2 separate regions of the Camelus dromedarius genome follow, and region 2 is linked to region 1. Evidence: chromatin contacts called from public Hi-C data. All regions are on one chromosome and are shown on one strand. The core of a region is the stretch at or near the end of the contact, and the rest is flanking DNA. Distances in the headings are between cores, read along the strand shown. Region 1 holds the start of TMEM200B (transmembrane protein 200B). Region 2 holds the start of EPB41 (erythrocyte membrane protein band 4.1).

Region 1 (4,979 bases), core at 1,114-3,613:
AGGATGAACAGGAGGCAAGGGGATGAGCAGGGAGTAGGTGTTCCCGACAGGAGGTAAGGCAGGTGTCAAGCCCAGAGGCCAGAGCACAGAGGATTCGGCGATGGGATCAAATCCCTCCAGGAAGGAGGAGTGTGAGGGGGACAGGGCCAGTTTGTGGAAATAAGAAGGGATTTTAAACTCCACTTGGACAACACTGGGGAGCCTTTGAGGGTTTTAAGCAGGGATGAGTGATGGGTTCAGTTTCTGTGTAGAAAGATGCTTGGTGCCCTCCCGCAGGACAGCGGCCCTGGGGCAGGGAAAAAGCAAAAAGTGGCTAATTTGAGATCCCAAGAGCAGGGTCCATCGGACTTGATGGATTAGATGGACCCAGGAAAGGAAGGAGCCTAAGGTGACCCCTGGTGTAGTTGGCCTTAGGGTGGGAGGCAGGGCCATTCACAAAGTGAGGGGAACTGAAGGAGCAGGAATGGGGCTGATCACGGGGCCCAGGGAGCTGTCTGGCTGCTGGAAGAGCTTCTCGCCTTGTGGACCCAGGCTGGAGGAGCCCCAACACCCGGCAGAGGGCTGAGGACTGAGGAAGCCGGGAGGGACAGGCAGGAAGAGCAAGTGGTAAACAACAGGGCAGGTGGACAAGGACGGGAGACTGTCCAGGCTCTGGCCTCTAGAGTTGGTGTCCCCAGTTAGAGCAGTGAGCGGGGAGGGGCACCGGTGTGGGATGGGGCGTTGGGGAAACGCTGAGGGCGGAGAAGGGTCCATCTGGGGGTAGTGGACGAAGTGCAGGGCGTTGAATGGGGGTAGGAGTCAGGAAGGAGACTACTACCTCAATAGAGCGCAGGCAGTAGCCTAGACACGAGCTTAGAGAGTGGAAGCCTTGCGTCCCAGGCGGGCGAGCAGAAGGCGATCGCGGGGTGGCCTCGCTCTCCGACTCAAAGGGGTGAGGCCCCGGCAGCCGAGGCTCGGCCCCACCCACTGTGGCCTCCTGGGGACACCGGCATCCTAGCGGTCGGCCCACCGGAAAAGGCCCCGCCCCTAGGGGTGGCCTTGGTCGCTCCCAAGGATGCCTGGTCGCCAGGGGGATGGGAGAGGGGCTCCCGCGGGCGCTGATGCCACCCCAGGTCTCGGCCGAACCAGAGGGCCGGAGCCTGGGTTCGAGGCATAGCTGAGCAGTGTGGCTCCGGGACCCGGCTCGCCACGCGTTGCGGGGTGGCGTGGCCCAGAACAGCGACTTCCTCGAGTTCCCCCTCCCCGCCTGGGGCGAACAGCCGGGTCTCATTACCGCCCATCCCCCTCCCCTCGCTCCCCGCGTGCGGGGGCTGGCGGGGGTGGTCTCCGCGGCCGGGGGAGGGGCGGGTTATAATCAATCCCAGGCCGGAAATTCCTCCCGAGGGGCCCGGCCGGGCCGCGGGAATGAGGGGGGCGGGCGCGGAGCCTGGCAGTCCGCCCGCACCGCCACTCCTCCTCCTCGGAGCCCGCCCCCAGCATCATGGAAACTGGGCCGCAGGCCGACCCCCCTCACTCCGCTCCACATTCTTGCCTCTGGGGGCGGGCGGGGAACGAAAGCTGGGCCGCCCCCTTCAGGCCCGTCCGCGGGGGACACTGAAGCTTTCCGAAACCTCCCCCAGATTTCGGGCAAACACCGCCTCCCCACTCCAGCTTGGGCGCATCTTCCCCGAGGAGGTTAGGGAGGCCGGCAGGACTCGGGACACTCCATTTGATTCACTCAGCTCTGAGAACAGGGTTTATCTCCATTTACCCATCCCCCAAGTGATTACTCTTCTTTGAGCGCTCGCGGGGTTACCCTGGGCTGCGCCCCATGTTGTGTGTCCCGCCCTCAACGCTGGATTTTCACCTCTTAGCATCATGAGAGGGAGACACCACTATGCCCATTTTACAGGTGAAGGAGTGAGTTTCACATAGGAGGGCTGTGGGGTTGGGCGGAGCAAGAACTCGGGCCGCCTCCTCCGGGAAGCTCTTGGGACGGAGCTGAGCATCTGTGGGTTCTCAGATGTCCCCGAGAGTCCTCTCCAGGTGCCTGGAACGAGGGACCCTGAGAGACAGGGCAAAAAGTGAGGGTTTCGAATTCTGTCCACTCGCTCAGGCTACGAGTCTGGGCAGGGAACTCTCGGGCTCGGGATCTCAGTTTCCCCACGTGGGAATAGGGCTCCCTCCCAGGCCTTCTGAACGACGTTAGCCAGGGACTCGGGCGCCCGGATCCTCCGAGTCACAGGGCAGGCACACAGGGCTTACCTGCTAACCTCAGACTTGGGTCGCTGCCTTGTCCCAGCGGTGAGGCCTGGCGGGGTTCTGGCCAGACTGTCCCCTGGGCTCCCGGGGGGCGGGGCTGGGCGGCGCTGGGCGGGGACAAGACAGGGGGCGGGGCCGGGGCCAAGATTCCACGGAGACAGCGGCAGTGCCGCTAGCCGCGGCGCGCGGATTCGGACCCGGACATACCCCGGTGCGGCGGCCTCAGGTGAGCAAAACTAGGGGCCTGGGGTTTGCTTTCCACTTTCCCCAACTTTTTGCTTGGCCCCTCCCTCTGGAAAGGCCCCGGGAGGCGGGAGCTGGGTCCTCCTTTTTCCTGGGGCCGGAGTGTGGACGCGCGGGGAGGCGGGACCCCAAAGTGCCGGGGACCGGGCCCCGAGCAACTGCCAGCGACATGAGACTTTTGGAGTGTGTCTCCAAGTTTCTGCCTCCGTAGGCTCCCCAGCATGGATTGATGCCCTCCAGAGTCTCGGGGTCTGAGCACGTCCCCATCTCTCATTACGCCTCCCCTTCCCTCCCCGCCGGGGCCCGCGGGGGCTCAGGGATGACCTTTCTGGGGCTGGAGCCTGGGCGCCAGCTCTGGCCTGGGGTGAGCTGGTCATTTCTCCACTTTGGGGCTGAGGAAAGGGCTCCACACTCAGAGACAAGAGGGGAACGGGCCTCGCATCCTCCCAGGACATTCCCCGGGCTGTGCCGATAAGTGCCCAGCGTTGGGTCCTCGTGGAGCCCCTTCCTGTGTGGCCTGTGACCCCAGCAGGTCCCTCTGCCTTCCCTGGCCGCATTTTCCCTCTGTGAACACCAGGCTTTGGACGCGGTAGACTCTGGGGCTCCGTGTTAGGCCCTCGGCTTTCAGCGTTCCTGCTGGAGGTAGGGATGGGGTGTCCTGCTTTGAGTTTCGGGGGTGTGGATGGGGAGTGAGTAGGGTAACAAAGCCTCCTTCCTGGGACCTCGGCTACGGGTTCTAGCGCGGGAGCTGTTCAAAAACCAGACTGGGGCAGTGAGGAAGCACCACTGGGCAGTGAGGTCCTAACCGTCCTCTCCTGCGGCTCCGGGCACCTGGGCCGGGGCCCCGTTTCCTCCCACCCTCCTTTCTGTAGGGGCCACACGTAGCCCGGCTACTCCTGTCTAGTCCAGATCCAGACTAGCAGTCGGGAGGAGCTTAAACCGGGCGGCCGGGACCCTGGGGCAGCCTGAGGTGCAGGGGCGGTGCTGCTCCGGCCGGGACACGGGCCACTAAGGCCTCGGGCGGAGGAGGCCTCAAAGGAGGCCAGGCGGCGGGAAAGGGGGATGATTCATCCCGAGGAGCTCGAATTGGAAACGCTGCAACCTGGGGGAACAGCCTTGCCCAGGCCGGCGGCAGAGCCAGGAGGGGAGCTCACCCTGCAAGACCCGGCGCCCGGCACCCGCAGCCCCCTGTCTCCCTGTAGCCCGGCCGCTGGATGAGGGGGAGGCCTTTTCTTCGCGGAGTTTAAAGAAATCCTGGGCAAAGTCTGCCACTGGTTTTGGTGAGAGCGGTCTTCTCGGAGTCTAGCTCAAGTCTCTCTTGCTGCAGCTTCAGGGCTGACTGAAGAGATCTGGAAGGAGGGGGCGGGCAGGAAGAGGCTGGAATCCTCGACACCCCCTCCTTCCTCCGCTGCGGTACAGGAAGCGCAGCAGGGGGGAGGTGGGGCCCGCGAGCGACCCCAGCGGACCCGGGCGGCTGAGTGTCCCCTCCCTCCTTTACCACCGTATAGCCACGTGCGGGGGTGAGGTCGAGCTCCGGCGGGACCCCTGGAGACGCCGCTGCCGGGGGCCCCACACCTCCCGAGCCCCGGGACCCGCAAGCTGGCGAAGAGGGCGCAGGCGGCCGGAGCCCCGCAGCCCAGGATGCGCCAGGGAGCAGCCCGCGCCCCCCTCCTTCGTCTCCGCCCGCAGGCCCGGCCAACTCTGGCTTCTGCCGCTCGTCCCTGGCTCGGAGCTCCGCTGCGGAAAACCCGAGCCGGGGAGGCTCCCCGCCTCGCAGCCCGGGAAAATCCGGGGGTGGCCGCCAGGGATCTCCAAGCGTCCTGGAGGCAGCCCCATCTTCCCTCCCGGATTTGGGCCCCCTACCTGGAGCTCCGACCCTAGGCCCGTCGGTTCAGTCCCTGCCTCCCACCTTCTTTCCGCAGAGCACCCAGACGACGGCGAGATGACAGCCGGGAGCCCCGGAGACTGCGGGGAGGTGCGGAGGAGCCCCGAGGGCCGCGTCTCCCGCCTGGGCCGCCGCCTGGGCCGCCGCCGGCGCCCGCGCTCCCCGCCCGAGCCTCTGCGGGTGCGGGCGCGGCTGCGGCTGCGCTCGCCGTCGGGGGCGTTCGCGGCGCTGGGGGCGCTCGTGGTACTGGTGGGCATGGGTATCGCCGTAGCGGGCTACTGGCCGCACCGCGCCGGAGTCCCGGGGCCCCGGGCTGCAAACGCCAGCGCGCCCCACCTCAGCGAGCTGCGGCGCGAGGGTCGCGGCGCCGGCCGGGCCCATGGTCCGCACGAGCGGCTGCGGCTTCTTGGGCCCGTGGTTATGGGCGTCGGCCTGTTCGTGTTCATCTGCGCCAACACACTGCTCTACGAGAACCGCGATTTAGAGACGCGACGGCTTCGCCAAGGGGTGCTGCGGGCTCAGGCGCTCGGGCCCCCCGACGGCTCGGGCTGGGACTGCGCACTCCTCCCCAGCCCCGGCCCTAGGACTCCCCGAGCCATAGGCTGCGTGG
Region 2 (5,137 bases), core at 876-3,375, 170 kb after region 1:
TCCCCTCACTGAGTGGTACCCACACACCCAGGCACTCCACCCGCATCCCACATTGCTAGGCCCTGGCAGGCCCTGCCTGACTCTCTTATGTACATAGAGAAAACCTCAGGGCATCCCCACTCCATTCCCTTCTTGAAACTCCCCTGCTGGCCTGTTCCCACACCAGCTATCATTCTGGTCACTGCACACTCATTGCCTCATTTGATTCTGCTAATCAAATGTAATGTCTGGGTTACAGACTAAGGAGGAACCTAGGGCTCAGAGAAGTGAAGCGACTCATGCAAAGTCACACAGCAAGGAAGTGGCAGGACTAGGATTCAAACCTAGTTCTGCTGCATGCAAAGCCTACAGGGAACCAGAAGACCCCTTCTGTCCCCCTTCTTTGCTCCCTAGAGCCTCAGGATCTTCTCCTTTCCAAACTTTCCACCCCCTCTGCAAAGTCTCTCCTCCCCATTTCTAGTCAGAATTAACAATTCCCACCGCATGGCTGCTATGACACCTTGTTTACAAGCACCCAACAGCAGCAGGGTACAGGAGTTATTTCTGAGGTGTCTGTTTCTCTGTCACCCAGAGAGGCCTGAAAGGCAGGGAAGGATCCCAGCCAGTGCTCCTTAGACCTGAGACTCTGTCACTTCTCTCTCCCCCTCCCCCCATGCAAAAGTCCTCTGGCCTCCTCTTGTTGATCCCTTCCCCACCCCCAACCTCCTGCTAAGAACAGTCCCCAGGCCTGGAACTGGGGTGAAGGTGGGGAGCATGCTGAAACCTCAAGGGCTCTGTGCCAGCGCTCTGGCCCCTCCTTGGCCCCTCCCTCTTCACTTCCGTAGCTGAGCAGCTGCCCTGACCGGACACCAGGCAGTTCTCACAAGGACTCCCAGCTGCCCTAAACCCCAGCTGGGGTCAGACTCTCCCCAGGCCTCCTGAAGATAAGGGTTCCAGAAGCAAAGCGGGGGCTACCTTCAGCCCTAATCCGGGAACTCGAGGGGCCACATTCAGCCACTCCCTCCCAGGAGAAGCTGTGGGCCTCAGAGTAATCTCCCCCACCCCTACCAGGGTAGTCCTCCCCTCCCTCCTTCTAGGGCAAGCTAGGGCTGAGGTCGGTCCGGACAAGTCCCCGCCTCCAGTTTGCTGGAGGGGAGAAGTCCCACCCTACCGCAAAGAGGTGGGGTCTGCTGGAAAGTGTAGGTAAGGGCGAGAAAACTCTTAGGGAAAGACTGACGACAGGGAGACGGAGAGCCTGGGCCACTCAGAGACGAGATGAGAGACACAGGGAATCGGGGATGAGAGCAAGCAGGAATCAGAGACCGACAGAGAGACCCGGCAGACCAGGGACAGAGAGAAGTCCCTTAAACCAAGCCTGGAAGGGAGCGTGTGCGGCCGGGGCGGCAACATGAGAGCCACCCTGGCGGGCAGAGCCGGCGCCCCAGCTCGCGAGTCCCTCAGTCAGAAAACTCAAAGTCAGTTACGTAAGTGCCGGAGCGGGGCGCGGGGCCCCAGGCCCGGGTGCCCCCTCCCGCTGCGCACTGCCCTCCCGTCTGCTCCGGCCGGCGCTGCGGCTGGCCCCGCAGGAGCACGCGGGGCCCGATAGGGCGGGGTTGCGGGGGGCCCTGGGCTGCAGCACTCCGCAGAGACCGACCCGCCGGCACCTAACCCAGGACCCACGCTCCAGACCGGCCCGGGACCGGCTGGGACCGCCAGTGCCAAGCGTCCAGCTCCGGACGCGAGCTCTCAGACCCCCTTCCTGTCGCCCCTGTCCCTCCCCGCACCCTGAACTTCGAGACAGCCCAGGCCCCTCTAGACCTCCCAATTCGGAACTTGGGACTCGGGACCCCTAGAGACCCCTACCCCAATCCTTAGACCCTGATCTCCCCCCCAACCCAGCGGGACAGCCCGGGGCCCTTGGGAGTGGGGCCATCTGTCTCTTATCCCGTGCCTCCCGGGGGCCCGAGGTCGCCCCTGAGGCGGTCCAGGCTCACCTGGGCCGGACGGGGCGGGGACCTGGCCGGGCCGGGCCTGGCCGCGTTCTCGGTCTCCGCAGCTCTCGCCCTTTAAGAGGTTCCTGCCACTTTGCCCCGCCGGGGGCCTCCACCTGCACTGACAGGGCAACTCTGGCGCGAGGCCCCGCCCCCGACCCGCAGCGCCTTCTGATTGGCGCAGGCAACTGCCAGTCGGAAGGGCGGCGCGGGGAACAGGGTCCGGCAGTGTGAGCGTCGCAACCGGGAAGGGGCGGGGGCTGCAGGTGCCGCCTGACCCGACGCCTAGTTCAGGGCAGCCGCGTGTTGACCCGCTGGGTGTGGGGAGGGTTGAGCAGGAAGCTCCTGTATTGGCTGTTGTGTTCCCTGACGTCATATGGCAAAAGTATGATGCAATTTGCCACGTGGTGCTGTCCCTAAGGGTAGGAAGGGAAATAGGGAATTGGTCGAAGGGGATCGAAGAAAGTGACCCTGACTAGGACACTTGGATGACCTGTCCCACCTGTGTGACCTTGAGCCAGTCACTTCTCTGAATCTGAGTTTCCTGTGAATTTTACATTGTTTTCCTGAGAGTTAGGGATATATGTTAAGTGCAAAGCACAGGTTTGGCACACAGTAGGTGGCTTCAGTAAATGTGGGTTCTGGTTCCCTTCATTCCCATCTTGCCACGCTTCTCAGAGATTTTCCTCGTCCTGATCATCCATCCCATCAGCGCTGGAAGGGGCTTACATGGTAACTGGTCCAAGTTCCCTCCTCTCTACCTATTTTCAGACCTGTGCTCACATACCTCCAATGACAGGAGGCTCACCACCTTACAGGCTGGCCTCCTTCCTTTTAAAACGTCCTGAGACTTCAAAAGCTCTTCCTAAGATTAAGGTCAAATCTGCCCTTTAGGAGTTCTGCCCACAGAGAACAAACCTAAATCCCTCTTTCCATGTTGAGGAATCACAGAATCAGAGGATCCTAGGATATTATAGGTTGAAGAGCCATGAAGAGCTAATCCCTTTTGGGAGCAGACTGAAGCCCACTGAAGACAAGTGACTTCCTATGACTTCAGTGATCTTCCTATCAGATGGGCTTTGGAATCAGACTGCCTGGGTCTCAGTCCCCAACACTGCCACTTATAAGCTGCATGTCATTCAATGACATAATACATGTGAAATACTAAAAACAGTGCCAGTCTCAGGGTAAGCATCCAAACAATGTTAGTATTATTGATGTTAATGTTATATCAAGGTCATAAATTCATGTTTTGCACCCCAAATTCACTGAAGCCTCCTCTGAATCAAGTCTTGCTTTAGGCTTCAGGGCCCTGGTCCTTGCCATCAAGAGGCTCACAATATAGCAGAGGAGGGTCTGACTGATCCCCTAGATCTGGGGGATGCTTTCAGATAAAGGTGGGCAGGCTCCAATGCACCACAGAAGCTTTGGTTCCTTTAACCAGAAATCTGGACACTTGAGATCCCTTCAGTCCCTAGCCCAGTGGACCCCACAGCTGACATACACAGTCAGGTTCCCAAGCATACTGACACACCTTCCACTTGTCCACATTTTCACCTGCCCATCAGGTGGTATCGCCCAGTGGTTAAGAGTTTGGGATTCGGCAGCAATTGAGTCTAGGCTCTTCATCTTACCAGCTTTGTACCTCTGGGCAAATCACTTTTCCTCCGGATTAATAAGAGCCCCAACTTCATATAGAGCTGTTTCAAAAATCAGAGTATGTGAAAATACATATGCAAATACCCAGTAATGGATCGAGTATTATTTTTTAATTGCTGCCACATATATTCATATACCCAAGAGAGAAAGCAGGCTGTGAATGTCTTGAATTAGCCTCCGCAAACGGGGTTTCCTCCCCCACTCCTACCCCCATCCCCGCCCCCGCGTCTGACTCCTCCACAATCAAAAGGGCGGGGCGAGGAGAATCCCGCAGCGACCCGGACCGGCTATTCTGAGGAGTTGCCGCAGGCCCCGCCTCCTCCCGGACTGGGGCGGGCTCTTGGCTCCCCTGTTAGGCTGGAGCTCCCTGTGAGTGACTCAGCAGCGCCTGCGCCTGCCGGGGCCTGATAAGTGTGCGTGCCTGGGAATCTGTGTGTGTCGGGGGTGACCATGGAGGGCTCTGTGTTTCTGAGTTTGTGCGTGGGGAGTGCACGTGGGAGTGTGCTTGTGATCCTGATCTTGTGTGTGTGTCTCATCTCTGTGTATTTGTGTGTGTATGCGGGGGAGGTAGGTGCCTCTATGGGTGTGACAGTGTGCCCTTGCTGGTGAGTTTGCATAGAGGGTGTGACTCTGTTTGTGTTTGTCACTATGTCATATAAACAGGTTGCCACCACCAACCCAGGCACTGGGGCCCTACAGAGCTTTGCCCTGCCCAGGGCCTCTTCTGCCCAGACAAGCCTGGGTTTCTTGTTGAGGTGACTTGTGCACTTGTGTGGGTGAAAGTGGCTTTGTCTGTCACTGGGGGGTGAGTGGGTGGGGTGCTGTCACTGACGGGACTTCAGGCCCCCTGCCCCACTGCCTCTGCCTGTTAAGTCTCCACCTCCCTCTCGAGACTGCAGGGAGGAGTTTGCTCCCTGAGATGCTGGCTGGGGTGGAGGTCTGATCCCACTGAATCTTTACAGCCAAAAGTGTTCTGAAGAGGGTCTGAGAGCAGAAGTGACAGCCCAGGATCACACAGCTCTTAGGTAATGGTAGGCATGAAGGTTACAGGCAGGGGGCCGATCTCTTCCCCAGACTGAGCACCCAGTTTGCCTGGGGCCTGTGGGGCCTGATAAGCTTGGGGGGCAGGGGAAGGAACCTGTTTGTGTCTCCCCTCCTCCTCTGAGTTCCCTGGGCCTCCAGCCAACTCCTTATCCTGCCGGAGCCTGGGCACTGCCACCAGCTTCAACTAGGTGATTGGGTCTTGAGTGGGGTGATAAAGAGACCAGGTGACAGGCTAGGGGCTTGGGGGCTGGGGAGGCAGGGCTGATGTGGGAGCATCTGCTCCTTCCACAAAACTTAATTGGGCACGTTACTCAAAACTGACCAATATCCTGCTCAGTCTAAGAGGGGAAGGACATCACAAGACCAGCCCACAAGGGATGGTGGAGACAGAGCTGGAAGCTAAGGGGTGTGGCTGGAATCTGTTTGAATCCTACCTCCACCATTCACAGGGAAGGTGTGGGATT

Evidence for each region. Hi-C and Micro-C count contacts between places; a contact is called where the count stands out from the background.
Region 2: a Hi-C map of muscle shows a contact between it and region 1, with 2.8 times the contacts expected there. The contact joins the promoter of EPB41 here to the promoter of TMEM200B in region 1. A contact is called at or near these places in 2 of 2 Hi-C or Micro-C datasets (blood and muscle).

What each region holds. Positions count from the first base shown.
Region 1 is chr14:50,954,976-50,959,954 of mCamDro1.pat, forward strand. It overlaps TMEM200B (transmembrane protein 200B), which reads left to right and starts at 2,364. Exons shown (of 2, transcript XM_064493865.1): 1 at 2,364-2,467; 2 at 4,407-4,979. The coding sequence starts at 4,427.
Region 2 is chr14:51,128,370-51,133,506 of mCamDro1.pat, forward strand. EPB41 (erythrocyte membrane protein band 4.1) reads right to left here and starts at 2,126. Exons shown (of 22, transcript XM_064493856.1): 1 at 1,974-2,126.